Linked DNA regions of Mus musculus: region 1 is linked to region 2. A link is a contact called in public Hi-C data. All regions are on one chromosome and are shown on one strand. The core of a region is the stretch at or near the end of the contact, and the rest is flanking DNA. Distances in the headings are between cores, read along the strand shown.

Evidence for each region. Hi-C and Micro-C count contacts between places; a contact is called where the count stands out from the background.
Region 1: a Hi-C map of extraembryonic ectoderm shows a contact between it and region 2, with 5 times the contacts expected there. The contact joins two enhancer-like sites. A contact is called at or near these places in 2 of 484 Hi-C or Micro-C datasets (the Ba/F3 cell line and extraembryonic ectoderm) and 1 of 9 other capture datasets (embryonic stem cells).

The regions. Positions count from the first base shown.
Region 1 is chr14:68,715,735-68,722,322 of GRCm38.p6, reverse strand. It overlaps the pseudogene Gm46476. Among named protein-coding and RNA genes, the nearest start is that of Adam28, 63 kb to the right of the region's middle. Within about 2 kb of position 5,057, at least 6 of the 459 cell types and tissues checked have an H3K27ac peak or open chromatin away from gene starts, as enhancers often do. A contact at or near this core is called in extraembryonic ectoderm, where this site is marked.
Region 2 is chr14:68,558,041-68,564,906 of GRCm38.p6, reverse strand. It overlaps Adamdec1 (ADAM-like, decysin 1), which reads left to right. Exons shown (of 14, transcript NM_021475.2): 14 at 532-1,520. The coding sequence ends at 538. Among named protein-coding and RNA genes, the nearest start is that of Adamdec1, 21 kb to the left of the region's middle. Within about 2 kb of position 3,951, at least 2 of the 459 cell types and tissues checked have an H3K27ac peak or open chromatin away from gene starts, as enhancers often do. A contact at or near this core is called in extraembryonic ectoderm, where this site is marked.

The DNA.
Region 1 (6,588 bases), core at 3,808-6,307, 160 kb before region 2:
TTGATGAAGCTGCCATTGCATTTACATGCAGATGGTAGAGAAAGAACCCACAGATTGCTGAAATAACCTATTCTGAACAGACCTCATGCCAAGTCTGAAGCTACAAGCTTATGGTCCTCAATTTAATGACTTTAATATATATTGTCCCTTACCCACCCTTCAGTCTCAGCTAGCTAAAATAAAACAGTGTTTAAATGTATGAAACTACCACCGAGTCATTTGATATATAGTAATTCACTCAATCACAGCATCTCTACATTTCACAATTTCTGAATTTCAAGGCAGTAAGTAACTCTTTTGGGCACTTGTTAATGATCATCTGGATATATTCTCTAGTTGAAGATTGAAAGAGACACTGCTAAAAACGGAAGGCATATATAGACATTACACAGTTATTGAAAACATAAAATGTCATCTGCAACTCTGTACAGATTTGGCCTTTTTGAGGGTCTCCAGAGATCACCTCTTCATCTGGATTCAAACGACAGTCAGATGGGCCTGTGAACTGTTTTAGTTCCATCTATGGCGCCCATCCATGTCAGTGAGATGAGTTGGACAGTTCAATGTATCTGACTAAGGGAAAGGACTTGGGGCCAAAGTAAACTGTCAAGATGAGGCTAAATTTAACTTTGCAACAAAGCAGATGTAAATCTCACTGGGGTTCTCCCCAGCAGCTAAGAACATAAAACCTCTGCACCCACAGCAGCATTCGAAAAGGTTGAAGGCAGGGGGAGTTTTGTGAACTGTTTCCTTTAGGCTAAGGGCTGACACCAGTTCCAGTAAATGCTGACTGTGCCTTCAAGAAGTCTGACTTGTTTAACACTGGTGCAAAAAGTGTCCCCAAGCAAAACCTTTCCATTCCGCGACGTGAAAGTATACAGTTGCGTGTGAATCAAAGGACATGCCAGTCTGTGTCAGCCACGCTGTCACCTCAAATGCTCCAGGGAGCCTCTGAACAGTGCCAGGAGCAAACAGAGAAATTCTCTTTCCCAACTCCTTTTTTTTTTTCCTACATAGTGAAATATCTGCATAAAGTGACTCAATCGAAAAGAGCTGATTGTCTGTTGTTATGAAATCTTAACATTCTTCCACAGTGGGGGAACAAAGGAAAATAAAGCAAAGAGGAGGGACACTTTAAAATTTTATAAACAAACAAAAAGAGAGGTTTTTGTTTTCTTTTGTACTGTTTCTGAAAACATTTTCCTTAAGTGGCTGAAGCTCTGTAACTGTTAGAAACTATACTTTGGTTGTGATATTAGGTTTGCAGGGGGTTGGGGGGGTGCATTTTAGGAAATGATCCCTGGTTGGTACTTGATTTCTCTTGTTTAATGTTTGTAAAAATAATTGCACAAAATAGCTTTAAAAATTTTTTCCACATGTCTCTGCCAAAAGTCTCAACTTTTCCCATTGTTGTTATAAAGGTCTTTCTTCAGGGCTGACAGACTTCCTCAGTTGCCTAATGGCAGGGCTATGTATCCAGACAAATGTAAAACTTTTGAGATGCAGTGGCTTATATAACTTTAGCAATAACCCCAAAATAAATAAAGACATAAAGAGTATAGTACATTGCTTATATATAGTTATTGTCCTACAAAAGAAGTCTATATAAGCTGGGCGGTGGTGGCGCACGCCTTTAATCCCAGCACTTGGGAGGCAGAGGCAGGTGGATTTCTGAGTCCAAGGCCAGCCTGGTCTACAAAGTGAGTTCCAGGACAGCCAGGGCTACACAGAGAAACCCTGTCTCGAAAAACAAAAACAAAAACAAAAACAAAAACAAAAACAAAAAAGTCTATATAATATTAGGGATAGTTACACACAGAAATTTCATCATAGAGAATGCTCTAATATGAACCTGGGGCCAAAGATCTTTATTTGTATAGCATTCATTTCTGCTTTGATAATATATGTGGTTATTATCTTTGGGTTATGAATAAGAAACACAACTATCTTGTATTCTGTTAAAAGTAACTACCATCTTCATTCAGTTCTCTGACCATTGGGGAGAGAGAGAGAGAGAGAGAGAGAGAGGGGGGGGGGGGCTTTACACTACCCATCCCCCAGAACTGCTGGTGCTCATATTGACTTTGGGCTTGGAGTTAAAGGGCAGTTGCTCTGGCCTATCAACTAAGGAAGCAACCTCAGTTGGGACAACCAGAAACCCAGAGGAAAGGCACGCCTGTTCTCTAAGGGATAAACCAGATGGCAAATGGCATCAGGGGCCCTCTCCCATGCCCATTGTCTGTCCTTTCCCCCTTGTGCATTATTCAGATATAGGCGGTCCCCAACTTGTAAGTTCACCAAGTTCATGTATCAAGAACTCAGAACATAACGTCCCATGAAATCAATGTTGTGCTGATGGTTACTAAGGCTGGTGATGCCTTTGACTTCTGCCTCAGCCCCTCCCTTCTTATGGTGCCGACCACGCCCACTTCTCTGCCTCCCATCCTGTGTGCTCCCCATAGCTTGCCTCTGCATCCCTGACCTCAGCCACTTCACTGAGTCCAGTGACTGGGTGAAGAAATGGACTTAGTTCAAGTTGGGGCGATCAAGATAGTTCTTCCTTGGTGACAATGATTTATTAAGTACCGAGTAGGTAGATGAAGCTCTGGGTCCTTGGAGCTGGAGGAGGGAGTGGTGGTGAGGGACACACCCACCTTCTCCAGGGTGAAGCTGTGAGGTTGTGAACTCTCTGCTGTCAGAAAAGCGATAGGCCAAGAGCAACAGAGATAAGAGAGGAAGGACAGGGAGGGTGCAGCCTACTCTGGACCCAGCGTTCTCATGCCTAAGGACCAGCACAGTGCTAAATCCTGTTTTTCAATGTTCATCTTTTAACTCTTTCAGCACTGAAACCCCAGGCTGACTCAAAACCAAACCAAACTTACCTCCCTCCCTCTCTCTCTTTTTTTTCTAAAGTGTATTTTCATGGTATTTCTGCCTCTTAAGTGCAAGCTCTCTCACTGGGAAATACTTGTTCAGCTTGAAGTGATTTCATAGTCTAATACTGAGAAGCCCACCTTATGCACAGTGTAAGAAAGGTCTTGAGTTTGAGGACATCAACATGGTGGTTAAGATGACTCTCAGGCCTGAACTCTGCTCTCTCTGTTACTGTAGCTGTAATATTAACCATTCTCTGAGATAGGGCTATTCAGATCCATGGCGCTCCTCTCCATTGGGGAATCTTAGTCCAAGTCAAGAGCCCACAAAGACCTTCAGCGGCCTTCTGGCAGACTGTTCACAGCACAGCATGCGAGAAGGGCATGTGGAATTGTGCAAATGACTGAAGTGGCCGCAGCTGTCATCATCTGCTGAGGTCGCTCAGGGCAGACTCACTCATTCGTACTTTTCTGTTTCTTCATGTCTGAGTCATCTCAATGCTGGAAATATGTTTTTAAAAATATTGCTCAAAATTGCAATTACTTTGTGGTAAGGGTGGTGGTGAGTATCTAACAGACTCTTATGAGATTGGTATATCTTGGTCATTTCTTTAAGATGATGCATTCTCCAGGGTCCTAAGGCATTTGCCACCTTCTAGAAGAACTCATATGATAATTTTAACCTCAGGTGGTTATGTTGTATGTGTAGTATGCATGTGTGTATATTCCTTCTGTTTTTGAACCATGCTCCATGTTTCTTAGTGTAACCACAGAGAAAATAACAAAGTTTTATCATGTTCTGAATCCTTATGTGTGGGATGCTTTATTTCTTTGATAGACATACTTATTTATCTAGAAAGACCTCTGAGGATCTAATTCTGGTTGTCAGGCAACAAATGAATGTAATTACAAAACCACCCCACTGGCCCTGAAATGAATAGTTAGAGGTAAGATCACTGCCTGATCAGTAAAGATCACTTTAAAAAGAATAAAAATGTAAAAGAAGATAGAAAAGAACTCTGAAGCGTTTGTTTTGTGCTTGATGCTAGGCTCTACTCTAGTCACTCAGGAGTCAGCAGAGTCATTTACAACAAATTCTTAGCTTGGCAGAGAGCTTGCCCCACAGCTACAGACCACCAGCAGCTCTACTCTATGCCGAGTGCACAGCATCTCACTCTTGCTGCAGACCCTCTGGGCCCCTTTGTCTGCGTGGAACAGGTCTCTAGTCTCGGGTGGACAAAGTGTAGGATGAGTGACAAACAGAGGCACACAGGAGAGGTTGTGTGGAATCTGAATGTAATTTGTCAAATCGAGCATCGGACTTTTTATGCAGAAGACAATAAGGAAGTTGGGTGACACACCAGCAAGGTACAAAGAGGTTACTGGATTCTTACATAAAACAGAGGAATGCAAACACAGAAGGTCTAACAGGAACCACCTGGGATAGAATTCATTGTTAACAACTGGGATCAAAAAGGACTTCACCTAAGATTTACTTAATCTTAGAAGCCAGGGTCAAGGGCTTCGTGCCTTTGCCATAGTTCCTGTTTTAGTCTATTGTATAGTCCACCTTCCCCTTAGGTCATTGTAAATACGTGTGTATGGGTGTAACTCAGCTATAGTCTTAGAAGCCAGGTGTGAGGTCTTTACTCTCCTAGGGCAAGGACTTTCACACCCAAGTCATGGTTCTAACTAGGGAGTTCCGTTCTAGCTAACCATCTCATGAATAATGCAATACTCTAAAACCACAGCCGATCTACTTCCTATACCATAGTAAATTCCTGTATATGGGAGCGACTTGGCTTTTATTGATAGTGTAATACCAGAGGCTATTCTGAATGTCACTGTCTAGCTCAAGGACGTTCTAGGGACTGTTGGAACACTGGCAGAAGGCTTTAGCTATGTCAGAATTCAATCTTAAAAGATATCAGTATCATTTTAAGATGATACTGAAAGAGAGCACGTGGATCCATACACTAGACTAACGCAGGAATGGAGAATTAAAGGAACGCCAGACTCCAGGAGGAGAGCTTCCTTGAAACTCTTTTTGCCTCATGAGCAGCTTTTAGGCATCCCTGCCTGACAGGCTGACTCAGCCGGAGTGCCGTGGCACACTCTGACTTACCTGCAGTGATAGGTGAATTGCGATTCGTTATGACAAGACTGTGACAATGAACACAGGTGAACACAGGGACAGGAGGTGGTGCCGGGAAAGCGAATGGGGTGGGGCTGTGTCATTTGGAGTTTGGACACAGCAGGAACAGGGGCATGGGACTTACAATAACAGTTCAATATTGTAGAAGAAATGGTAACTGTGAAATGTTGATGCATGGGAAAAGGGTTAAGAGACAGGACTCTGGGGGGTGGAAAGCATCAGGTGCCATTTCATGATGGCTGGATATTTTGGTCATTGCTGTTGCAAGGGGACAGCTAAAGAGATTTCTACAGACCAGAAACGTCACTAGATTTGATGTTTGGATCTAGATAAGATGTCAGAGCTTCAACTTATTCACACAGGTTGGAGCATATTGTCTCCAGTTCTGCAGAGGACCAATGATTGTTGCAAAAATAGCCAAAGTATATATTCACATATATATGTGCAGAAATTCACAGATTAAAAAAAAAAATTTAACCCCCAACTTATGTATTAAAATTCGATTTCGGTTATAAAAACGAAAAAAAAAAGGAAAAGAAAGAGAGCTAAAATTCCAAAGAATCATTGATTCAACCTGCTGCTACAGATTCAAACACTATGATCTTTCCTTGAGCATAAGAAAATACTAAACTTATTGCATTTGTGATAAAGTTTTAAGTTGGTAAAGTATGTGTAGCAAAACTAAAATGAAAACAAAACAAACAAACAAATCTAGGTATTTGAATTACATTTATTTTTTTGAACCATGATTTCACTACAAGGAACTAATCTGCAGTGCTTCCATATGTAAAGATTTATACATTTCCAATTAAGAATGTATTAATGATATAAAAAGATCAAAGCATTTAAGGAAAAGATGGTGAATAGCAGACCACATGTGTATAGACAGAATAGTATATCTTAATAAAAAGAAAACTGAAACCTTTTTACTGGAAAGGGAATTCCCTTCAAAGTGATATTTTTATAAGAAAATATATATTAGAATTTGCCTCACTTGCCACTATGTCGATGGAATTATGTACACAAGTACATAAGTGCATATAATATTTTTGGAAGAATACACAGACTAAAGGAGATAGGGTGACACAAGTAAGGGCCAAGGATGGCCCAGCTTTGGTTATGGAGGATACATTTTAATAGTAGTTAAAACACGAAGGCTGCAGAGATGGCTCTGGGGATAGTACATGCTGTACTAGGATAAAGGCCCGAGTTCCAATCCTCAGCACCCCTGGGAGCAGCCGAGTATGGCCTCCTGCATCTGCACCTCTAAGGCTGTGGGGATGGGAAAAGTTAGAGATCTTAAGAGAATAAGGTAGGAAGTAATAGCTGATGTCCTTCTCTGGTGTGCACACATACAAACATGCACACATACACAGGTGTGTACGTGTGTGCATCCTCCATATACTAGAGAAAAAAGTGGAATGATAGATAATTGTATGAAAAAAATAAGTCCGAACTACCTATTACCTATAAGAAACACACTTCACTGGCAAAGATACACACTCACTGGGCGTAAAAGGGTGGAAGGCAACACACCAAGCACATGAAAGCCCCGAACAA
Region 2 (6,866 bases), core at 2,702-5,201:
ACTGCAGGGAGAGTAAAATAAAATAATTAACTGCAGCACCATTCAGAATCACTTCCTCAGGAAAGGAGCAAGGCCAGAGGGAAGGGGAGATTCCGCATCTATTTACTAAGCAGCGTTGAATACTTCATTGAACTAGGATGTGGGTCCACTTTGCAGAAAATTTTGGAAAGCATGCCAAGACCAGAAGCAGAGTGCATAAAAAATAAAAAGCAGAACAAAAATCTTAGTTCCTTGGAGGGCTGGAATGATAGATAACTCTCCGCTTTTCTGTGTGAAATGGGCAGTTCAACATCATTGGAAGAACACTGAGCTTGGACCCTGGACATTTCAATTCTAGTCTTAATTCTGCAAAGCTACTGTGTGATTTAAGACACGCTCCTGAGTTCCCTTCCTTCTTGTTCAGTGGGACCACTGATGTGCTTGCCTCATGTGACTGCATGTGTTGTTTAAAGTCTAGAAATTTCCATTTGTGTCAGTCCATAAGGTTTTATCAGTATAATAACCATTGCTTCTGGTGTTTTGATTTCCTAGAGAATGATCCAGTGTCTAATTCACAGAGAAGCTACTTTGCCAGGACAGAAGTCCAGACCCTGCCTCTGCCAGGAAGCCCGCCTATCCTGTGCACCTATACAGACAAACCTATCTCTGTGTGCCATGTTCTCTGTGAACCCATGACTTCAATCACTGAAGAAGAAGAATGCCCCAAAATACGACTTGTACCTGTCATGAATATGTAGGCATTTTCTCCTCAGTACTCCATAAATAATAGAGTATAACAGCTATTTGTATAGCGTTTTTGTAGATTAAGTTTTAGAAGTAGTCTAGAGATGACAAGATACTTAGAAGAATTTTAGTAGTTGTATGCAAACATACTCCAGGTCTAGAAAGACTGTTAGTCCTGAGATTTGGGAATCTGTGTAATCATGGAGCCGAATCCTGGTGAACAATGAAGGAAGATCTTTGCTTTTCTCTTTCCTTTCTACTTTATGTGTTTCTACCAGTCCAGTCAACAGGTCAATAGACATGCTAAGGTGATGCTGTCTGTTCATTCAGGTCTTATCTATAGTGTGAGTGTGAGGAGCCTGAAAGTGTGGTTTTAGTTTCACTTTTTGGAGGACAAAATAGATGAACCTTTGCAGAACTTCTCAACGTACTCCACAGAATTGTTGAGTTAATCCCAAACTGCAAAGTGACTAGTAATTTAACCCTAAATCTCTTTGTTCCTGAGGCGTAGGAATCAAAGCCTGCCACCTGCTGAGGGAGGGAGCTGGCAGAAAGAACAGAGCCCCAGCCCCTTCCTGTCTCTGGGCAGCCAGTTTGTCTTACATCCTGTAAACTTCCCGGATTTTCTGGCTCGTGGGAATATTGGTTACATTCAAACACTTTTCATTTGAGCAAATAGAGTTTCTCACACCATCATGTATAAGAATTATTTTTGAGAAGTCTGTGTGGCTTATTTCTTAGTGGAAATGGAAAAGTAAGGCTTCATTCATTGGTTTTTGTAATAAACTATGCTATCAATAAAAATAACGATTTGTGTGGTCATTAAAATATTTTCAAACACACACACACACACACACACACACACACACATAAACTTAAAACCAATCTACCTCAGTGATGTCACACCCTAAATAACTGTGGGCAGCAGGAAAGGGGTAAATTAGGAAAGTCCTTACCAACTCTACACACTAGGGTACAGTCAAGACAGGATATTTTCACAAAAGGGCCACACTTAGTCCCAAATGGTTTTAAAATCTAAGTCGTAAAAAGTTGCTGGACTTAATTTTCTGTTAAATAGATTTTATCATGACAAGGCTCACTTTGATGTTGTTGTTGCTTATTTTTGAAATTATATTTTAATTACAATATCTCTACCTTCCCTTCTCTCCCTTCAAACTTTCCTATATATCCTTCCCCACTCTTCTTCAAAACTGTGTCTCCTTTTCTTTTATCAATTATTATTGCGCACATATGTACATTTTTATGCTTATACATTACTATATATAATCTGTTGAGTCCATATTATGTTAGTTATATGTATGTTTTCAGGGTTGACTGTTTGGCACTGCACGAGCAATGGATGTGCTCTTTCCTGGTTGGCCCACCTCTCCCATCCCCAGCTTTACTCAGTTGCCTATATTTTTGTGTAGGGTCGAGGCCTTATAGGCTTTTCCCCATCCATTTTAACAGAAAATGAACATAGATATTTGAATGGTAAAAAGAAAGCACAGAATTGACATGTCACCAAATCAACAATGTGATGTCTTCTATGAAATTATTTAGGGTAGGTAGTTATTACTAGAGTCATAAAATAGTTCAGAGAGCCATTGTTGAGTACAGAGGGTGGGTCTGATACTAAGGTCTTGTTCCTCAATTCGTTCTTGATCTATCAGTAAAGATGCCAGGGGGCAATTGTTGGGTGAAAGGAAAGAGCCAGGACTTCCAGGTCCCTGCAGATGAGGAAGGAGATGCAAAGAGAGGAAAGGATTTTCACCATGCTTCAGAGGGACAAAAAACGTGACCAGCCATGAGAGATCTCAGGTGGAGCTACCACAGGCCACTTCTCCAGGTGGATGGTTAGGGTGTTGAGCTGGGGCTAAAGGTAAGGGAGCTACTGAAGCTAGGGCAGGTTGAGAAATGAGCTAAGAGTATTGGAAATGGCACACTAGCTGAGGAAAGCTTTAAAAAGCCCAGCAATTGAGCAAATAAGGCAGGTTGAAATTGAGCAATGTGTGTGTGTGTATGTCTGTTTTACATCCATGGATCCAATCGTCTCTGTGGATGGGGCTGGTAGTTTGGCCCATTCCCAGAGCTTAATGCAGGGTAGCAAAAACTTCACTCTACGGATGTGCATAACCGGAAAGGCAAGAATCCACTATTAATTTATGAATTATTGGATAGATTACACACACACACTGATATAGTATAATAGGGAGGAAAACTGGTTTCTCAGTAGAGCATGGCTCCAGGTCATGAAAATTTGAACAAAGGAACACAGGGAGAACCTCAGCTTAGAGACACTTGGATCTCCTGCTGTGCAAAGAAAAAGGTTGGCTGCTCTAAGGCAGTGAGAGACAAATAACAAAAGCTGACTGCTTCCTACAAGCAAGTAATCAAAGGATAGATTTTTAACATTTCCATTTAATTGTTTTTTTTAAAGATTTATTTATTCATTATATGTAAGTACACTGTAGCTGTCTTCAGACACTCCAGAAGAGGGAGTCAGATCTCGTTACAGATGGTTGTGAGCCACCATGTGGTTGCTGGGATTTGAACTCTGGACCTTTGGAAGAGCAGTCGGGTGCTCTTACCCACTGAGCCATCTCACCAGCCCCATTTAATTGTTTTTAAGGATAGAAGGGAATATGAATTTCGCAGGAGCCAGGTGGGGATTTCTTCCTGCAGTTCTGAACTGATACAAAGAACTTAAGATGAGAGTCAGATGGTAGATGCAGCCTGCTTTCTACTAGCAAATAAAGAATAGGGATAAATAAAATTCAATTTAATTGTTTCTAACATAGAAGAGAGCCACGCACACTCTGGTGAAGTCTGCTTGGCAGGCCAAGAGGCCTGGAAGCACTCACGAGGCAAAGTTTCACCTCCTGGAGTTTTGGCGTTCTCATTCACCCATATACTCATACCCTACTCCCGAGTTAGTCTGGTGTATGGATCCACGTGCTCTCTTTTAGTATTATCTTATTATAAGTGCCTTTTAATATTGAATTCTGACATAGCTAAGCCTTCGCCAGTGTTCCAACGTCCTAGAAAGTCCTTGAGCTGACCATGGGCTTGGAATTCAATGTTGCGTATTCAGTGACATTCAGAATTGCCTCTGGTATTACACTATCACTTAGAATAAAAGCCAAGTCGCTCCCATATACAGGAATTTACAATGGTTTAGGAAGTAGATCAGGCTGTGGCTTTAGGGTAATGCATTATTCATGAGATGGTTAGCTAGAGAGGAACTCCCTAATTAGAACCATGACTTGGGTGTGAAAGCCCTTGCCCTAGGAGTGTAAAGACCTCACACCTGGCTTCTAAGACTTTAGCTGACCTTAGATAGGGCTGACTTTGTCTCAGTTGTTTTATTGCCCAGTTCCTGCCAGTCTTTGTGTTTACATTCCTGTTTTGTGTAAGAGTCATTAAGCATCCAGTAACCTCATTTATACCTTGCCGATGTGTCACCTAACTTGCCTATTTTCTTCTGTATAAAAAGTTTGATGCTCAATTTGACAAATGACATTCAGATTCTACACAATCTCACTTGTTGGTCTGTCTGTCATTCACCGACTCTGCCCACCTGTGACCAGAGTCCCGTTCCCCGCAGACAAAGGGACCCAAAGGGTCTGCGGCATATAATGGTAATTGTTTAAATGTTCTTAAGTATACAGAGATATTAGGCTCCACAGAAGGGCAAAGTTAGGAAGATTGAGAGATTAATTGAGCAGCAGAAAGTAGAGCCCAGTCTAGAAAACACAAAAATGGCAGTCTTTTATAATGTTTGTTTTGTTCTAAGCCCAGAGTGTGAAAGAAAAGGGTCAAATATTGTACATGAATATTAAAAGAGTTGAAAAGAGTGGATTAGAGGAACTGTATACCTGGGCAAAACTTCAGGGAGCAAATTGTTTCCTGTGGAAAGACATGACCAAAATTCCTCCCCCAAATATCAGGCTTTTGCATTTTCCCTACCAAACCCAGCCAGACAGAAGAGAGAAAATCTGCTGAGCCATGTAAGGGGGATTTTCACTCCATGGGACCTCCTGATTCACTTATGAGGCAAGCGCTGTCAAAGTGGACTGTCATCTACTCTGAGAATGAAAGTTAGTCTAACTAGGGACTGATCAGCTCCTCTCACACTCTTCTCCAGTCTTTCAATGAAGGGAAAGCAACTTGTTATGTTGTCTATATTCCTCCAACCTCAGTCTGAAGCAGAACAACTCAGGATAAGAGAATTACAAGTTCAAAACCACCCTGGGCTACACAAACTAGTATATTCTAATCAACGTTCCAAACAGTAATGGGGGGGGGCGAGGGGGTGGAAAGATATCTAAGTATTAAGACACTTGCTGCTTTTGCACAGGAGCCAAATTCCATTCCCAGCATTCACATAGTGCCTTGCAAATGGCAACTAATGGCAGCACCAGGAGGTCCGATGCCTTCATATGGCCGCTGTGGGCAGGAAACCAGGTAACATGTGTTACACATACATACATGCAGGTAAGACACTCATAAAGAAATATAAAGTCTTTTTTTTTTTAAGTAAGAAGGAGGGAGAGGAAAGGAGTCTTTTTATCCTTTGCTTTACTTCTGTAGACAGTGTCTTTGATCATGATTTTCCCTCCCACTCACCTGTGAACATACTGCAAACTGACATTTTGTTGACTAGTGTTCTAGACACAGGTCCTTTGCCTCGAATACAGAACCCAGTATTTCAGACAAATCAGACACATACGCACACGGCAAGTGAACTGCCCCAGGCTGAGACTTGCTTTTCCATTTTCTTAATGCCACTTTTCCAAGGTTCACAGATTTTTTTTTTTACTTTAATGAAATATAATTGGTTGTTCCCCTCTTTATGTGTATTTGTCTTGAACCAGGGCAGTTTTGCTCCCCAATGCTAGAAAGACTTTCTGTTGCTCTTCCAGAAATCACATTCTTTTCATTTTATACTAGAGTCTGTGACACATTTCAAATAAATGCCCATGTGTGGTGTCAGTTAAAGCCTGCTGTTCATTTTTTTCCACACACATAGCCAGATTTCTAGGAGTGTTGTTGAAAGATTAAGTAGCCTATTTCCTTTGAACCCTCTTGATGTATGGTCAAAATGTGTGTAAGAAACTGTTTCTGTCCCTTCTCTTCTCTTCTGTTTATTATGTGCCTATCTCCTGACCTTATTGGCTCTGCCAGTTGCTCTGATGACTAGTTATGTTATTTGGACACCATGACATCTAAAAGCATCTCAGGTCAATGAAACTGTGATGGGTATTCAACTTGATTACATCTGGAATAAACTATAATCCAGAAATGGAGAGGTGGGGTTGGGTTCTTCAGAAGGCAGCATATGCTTTGAATCAGCATCCAGTGTATGATACAGTTTCTACCATAGCTAGGATCTATAGGTCCAGGAATCCAGTAGTGGGAAAGGGAATAGTTCTACTTACTATCACTCTTAGTGACCCCAACTAAGAACATTTTTGCCTCCTGTTCCCACAACCCTAAGTTCTGCTGGCCTACAAGTTTTGGTTCCAGAATGGGGAGTACTTCTGCCAGTAGACACAGCAAACATTCCATTGAACTGGAAGCTCCAAATACCCGCAGGTCATTTGGGGCTTCGAATGCCTTTAAACCCACAGGCTAAGACAGGAATAACAGAATATTAGAGGTTTCAGTACCATAAGATGATCACTAAGAACAACAGCAGCAATGGAGTGTAGTCATCCAGAGCCTACAGTGTTACAGAGGATAGAGCTGGAAAAGTGACCCAAGCCCTTTGGAGGAGCCCAGATCATGTGTGTATCTCTGACATTAGAACAAGAAGCTATAACCCCAAGATGTTCAAGATCCCAGAGCCATGGGTTATCTGTTGAGGAAAGCTGCCAACAGGGAATGGAAACAGGCCAGGAGAAAAAAAGTTTACTGCAATCAACAAAGATCAAAACTGAGTTGGAGATCTGAAGGCCACTTTGACATCAGACATGGAGATACAGAGCTTGGAGTTTTCCCGACTGGTTTCCTGCCTTGCTTTGGGGATTACAGTCAAGTAACTGATTGAATCTCAGAAGAGTCTTTGAACTATGTACTTTTAACATTGTTGAGACTGCTATAGACTATGAGAACTTTGAAAGTTGGACTAAATGTTCTTT